2 separate regions of the Salmo salar genome follow, and region 1 is linked to region 2. A link is a contact called in public Hi-C data. All regions are on one chromosome and are shown on one strand. The core of a region is the stretch at or near the end of the contact, and the rest is flanking DNA. Distances in the headings are between cores, read along the strand shown. Region 1 holds the start of LOC106573292 (cryptochrome-1). Region 2 holds the start of trabd (TraB domain containing).

Region 1 (2,700 bases), core at 166-2,665, 210 kb after region 2:
ACTTTAATTGGTCCTGATATGGGGCACTGTTGACATCTGTGGGATTGAACACACATACACACACACACACACCCAGACACACACACAACAGTCAACCCTGCTGTTCTATTATATACTATTTATTCTACTGCGCGACCAAGACACTACTACCCACTTTATATTTCTCTACAGTCTATTAGTACTATGCATACTACCGCTTCTATTACTTGTTATTTTTTACTTGACTCTTTTTATTGTTATTATTGACTGATGTACTGCATTGTTGAAGATCTAGCACATAAGCATTTTACTGCACTTTTCCCACCTGCTGTAAACTGTGTATGTGACAAATTACATTGATTTGATTTTAATTTGATTGAGGAGAGTATTGTTGGTACATTTTGTGCTGAAGTTGTATGCTGCTTATCCCTGGAGCAACACTGAACCCTGGTGCTCAGTTTGTAAACCTCAATCATTATGTCAAAGATCTAGCCTCACCATACATTTCCATACTAGGAAGACTTAGGCTACTATAAAGAAATTCCCTTATTATTTTACATATTCAAAGTTCACACAGTCATGTTGTCATTGAACTTTTCCTTCATAAAAGTATTATCAACTATACTATACGCAGCCTAATGTATGCTACTAAAGATGGTGTGTTGATATTGCATATTACAATCTAGTGTCTAGATATTCAAACTGTTTCCTCATCCAACTACCCACCCATCCCTTGTCTCATGAATAAAAACTACTACAGTTTGTAATTGTTTCACACAATCATCATCCACATGTTTTCCCACCTCATGCTTCAGGACAATGTAATTAAAGTGTAGGCCCTACTAATGCAATACTGTGTGACAATTGGTTGCTTCTTTTAAGGTGTTTGGGATACCTTATGATCTTTGCTGATAAGTTTTTGATTGAAATCTGATCACATCTGAAATTCTGCATTGGTAAGCATGCATACACAGGCAAGAATAGTTATTTGGTTTGAATCCATTTTGAAATGACAGCATTTTAACGTAAATACATAGTGGTACATAGTCTAATAACAAAGAGTATTTGACATTCATCACATGCATGGACGTGTGACGGTAACGGTGATGGGTTGCCCACTAGGCCTACAGATACACTTGCGTAATCATTTTTTTAGTACATGTGTTCATCCGGGTCCTGCGTAACTAATCATGACGCGCACACATTTTTGTCAACAAAATCCAAAATAAGATCGATAATCAGACTATGGTTTTTAAAGTAATCTGTAAATAACTTATTAAACATAAAATATTGTGTTGTGTGGATATTTACCGTGTATAAATGATGCCTGTGGAAAAAACACAAGATAGGAATAAGCACACTACAGAAACGTGAGCGAGCAAACGTTACATAACTGGTGACATTGACCAATCAGATTCCTTCTTTCTTATCCGCGTACCTCTTTGGGTGGAGCCGTTGTCAAAGAAAGTTCATTTCAACAGGGAACATTTTCTTTGAATATGGGAATACATTCGAGTGATACTGGAAGACAGTTTAATTTCTCAGCAAAACGCTCTACCTACTGTACTTTAGTTCACTCGCTCGCGCTTACTGAACTAGCGCTCTTCTTCCTTATCTGGAAAATAGCTAGATACGACAACGCAATTATACATTTTTCGAGCTGCTAGGCTAGCCATCAGGTCGAACATCGTTTTTAACAGGTTAATAAAAAAAAAAAAAGTGTATACATTATAAAACCATCTAGGCGACAGAACCGAAACTTAGTTTGGGCATGCAAAAGCTATTGTTTTAGCTCGTACGCGTTTTGTTTTGACATCAGCGCAATAACCAACGACTCGAGCCGTGGACATAACTAGAAGAGACAGCAGGTGAAATGGTCGGCAACACGATCCACTGGTTCAGGAAGGGACTGCGGGTCCACGACAACCCCTCTCTAAAGGAGTCTATCCGGGGAGCGGACACCCTTCGCTATGTTTACATCCTAGACCCCTGGTTTGCAGGGTCCTCCAACGTGGGCATCAGCAGGTGGAGGTAGGGGTCCTAATAGTAGAATGCACAAGGTGACATTTCTAAATTGGGTAGTGCATCATCAGTTCCTCTTGTCATGTTAGTCATTGCATATCTTAGAGAACTATTTATAACTTGTCAGAAATGTCCAGAGCAACTAGCCCATGTTAGCTAATGTTTTTTTATTTAGTATTTTTGTTTAACTGCAACATTTTATTTGCACCCCATGACAACATTTATAGAATTGCAGGAAATAAGCTTTAAGCTCGCAAAATTCTCTCCACCAACGAGGGGTGTGAACAGTTCCCCATAGAACGCGTTTGGGAACCCCTGTATTAGAGGACGTGTTTTAATTGAGTGGCTCGTATTGCACTCACCCAACACAGATGTGTTTACCGCAGATGTAGGTCACACAGGTCCCTGCTTTTTGCATTGCCACGCTTGTGAATTTGCCTAGGGGCTCTGATGGATCAAGGATGGTTTCCTTTTCAATAGATTATGACCTTGTGGGCACGCCAGACGCCACTTATGCACATTTGGTCAATAGGTTTATGGAAAACCAAATCTGGGTTATCATAACGCCAGAAGGAGGAATCCCAGTGCTGTAGTTGGTTATGAATGACATTAGTGTGTGTGTGTGTGTGCGTGTGTGGTGTACCGCTTAGGCAGGAAAGTAGGGCTTTCCTAGCACCACACTTATGCAAACAGTTATAG
Region 2 (2,700 bases), core at 100-2,599:
CTAAAAAAAAAAAATATGTAAAAAAGCATATGTAGTCATTAAGCCATTCTAAAAATGTACATGTCAACAAAAACATTTTGTCAATGTGCTCAAGAGCTTAATAGCCAGATTTATTGCGACACTGATTCTTAGACAATTAACATCTAGGCTAAGTACAGGAGCGGGACAAAATTCTAAGAATGTTTGTTTGTTTTGCTTAATGTGTTATGATCAGCATAGAGCTGTGTTCTTCAAATATCACAGCTGTATGGGCCATAACAGATGTGTGTGAAGCTGTACTCTGTGTGCCTTTTTAAAATGATCAAAATAACAGCTGTCAAAGCACTATGCACTGACCCATGTCCCGCAGTCCCCAAACTTACCTCGGAGTTGTTGTCTTGGTCCATGATTCAACCTTTGAGAGCTGGGCAAAAACTAAAGCGATGTCCCACCTTCCTTACTGAAAAGGAAAGCAAAACAGGAGGAAAGAGTATGGTCAAATGTATTAATGCATTTAGCCATTGCTATTCTCTGCAATGCTATCAGCTGTGATGCTTATTTTGTGACTAAGCTAAGGCCCCAGTTCAAGTTCCTCAATTGCTGACGTTTGCTAACTATATGTACAGTGTACCAAACCATAAATAAACTACCCATTCTCACTAGTTAGCTACCATCAGCATATGGCGACAAAGTTAGTTGGAAAATAAAACCGGCTGGTTAACGTTACCTGTCACAGGTAGCTAATTCTAGTAGATAAGACAATTTGTAAGACAATTTGTGAGCCAGGTTTCACTGTGACAGTAACGTTATAGTATATAGACAAATATCATGAGCAAACTGCCTAACGTTAGCTTAGTGGCCTCTTTTTAGAGCCCGGTCATGGCTAAACGCTCTCCTGCTGCATGTAGCTGCGTACTTCAACACGATTACATCACCTTCAAACAAGACTGTTGACATAGCTAGCTATTTTGCTAGCTAACCACATGCTACAAAGTCAAGTTAGTTAGCTAGCTAGCTAGCTAGCTAGCTAAAGCTGTCAAACCTGCTGGCTAGAGACAAAACATTGACACCCTTAGCTGATATTCCCCTCGTTTCCACATATTATCTTGCTAGCTAGGCAAACTAGCTAACATTATTCATTAAGTTAGCTAATGTTAGCAAGTTGGCCCAAGCTAAATAGCTTACTACTCGCCGACTAGCAGTTAGCTTACTACTAGCTAACAGCTGACATATCGGTTAGCTGGCTAACTGCTGCTAACTACTTGGTAAACAATGTCATATCAATTTGTAATCAACATATAATAACTACAGCTTACAATGTTATACATTAAAAAATTAAAACTTATAAGTTAGCCAACCTGTGCTCTCACCTGCACTTCGACCAATGATGTGTTCGACTCGTTTGTTAACGTTGTTTTCTGGTACTTGTAGTTCAATTGAGATTTGAGTGCGTTGTGGTAATCAGTGGTGAAAAAGCACCCAACTATCATACTTGAGTAAAAGTAAAGATACCTTAATAGAAAAGGACTCAAGTAAAAGTGAAAGTCACCCAGAAAAATATTGCTTGAGTAATAGTTTAAAAGTATTTGGTTTTAAATATACTTAAGTATCAAAATAAAAAGTATAAATTATTTCAAATTGCTTATAATTAGCACGATACATATTTTTTAAATATAACCTGGGGCACACTACAACTCACAGACCTCATTTACAAACAAAGCATTTGTGTTTAGTGAGTCCCCCAGATCAGAGGCAGTAGGGATAACACGCAGATGTGCTCAGTCCCCTACTGTACAGTCGTGGCCAAAGGATTTGAGAATGACACAAATATAAATTTTCACAAAGTCTGCTGCCTCAGTTTGTATGATGGCAATTTGCATATACTCCAGAATGTTATGAAGAGTGATCAGATGAATTGCAATTAATTGCAAAGTCCCTCTTTGCCATGCAAATAAATTGAATCCCCAAAAAACATTTCCATTGTGTTTCAGCCCTGCCACAAAAGGACCAGCTGACATCATGTCAGTGATTCTCTCGTTAACACAGGTGTGAGTGTTGACGAGGACAAGGCTGGAGATGACTCTGTCATGCTGAATGAGTTCGAATAACAGACTGGAAGCCTCAAAAGGAGGGTGGTGCTTGGAATCATTGTTCTTCCTCTGTCAGTCATGGTTACCTGCAAGGAAACTCGTGGCGTCATCATTGCTTTGTACAAAAAGGTCTTCACAGGCAAGGATATTGCTTCCAGTAAGATTGCACCTAAATCAACCATTTATCAGATCATCAACAACTTCAAGGAGAGCGGTTCAATTGTTGTGAAGAAGGCTTCAGGGCGCCCAAGAAAGTCCAGCAAGCGCCAGGACCGTCTCCTAAAGTTGATTCAGCTGCGGGATCGGGGCACCACCAGTACAGAGCTTGCTCAGGAATGGCAGCAGGCAGGTGTGAGTGCATCTGCACTCACAGTGAGGCGAAGACTTTTGGAGGATGGCCTGGTGTCAAGAAGGGCAGCAAAGAAGCCACTTCTCTCCAGGAAATACATCAGGGACCGCTGAGGACTGGGGAAAAGTCATTTTCTCTGATGAATCCCCTTTCCGATTGTTTGGGGAATCCGGAAAAAAGCTTGTCCAGAGAAGACAAGGTGAGCGCTACCATCAGTCCTGTGTCATGCCAACAGTAAAGCATCCTGAGACCATTCATGTGTGGGGTTGCTTCTCAGCCAAG

What was found. A called contact is a pair of places that touch in the nucleus more often than the background predicts.
Region 1: a contact with region 2 is called in a Hi-C map of muscle, with 4 times the contacts expected there. The contact joins the promoter of LOC106573292 here to the promoter of trabd in region 2. A contact is called at or near these places in 3 of 3 Hi-C or Micro-C datasets (blood, gill and muscle).

The regions. Positions count from the first base shown.
Region 1 is chrssa16:16,697,746-16,700,445 of Ssal_v3.1, forward strand. It overlaps LOC106573292 (cryptochrome-1), which reads left to right and starts at 1,416. Exons shown (of 9, transcript XM_014148221.2): 1 at 1,416-2,010. The coding sequence starts at 1,853.
Region 2 is chrssa16:16,489,357-16,492,056 of Ssal_v3.1, forward strand. trabd (TraB domain containing) reads right to left here and starts at 1,350. Exons shown (of 10, transcript NM_001173969.1): 1 at 1,338-1,350; 2 at 363-439. The coding sequence starts at 386.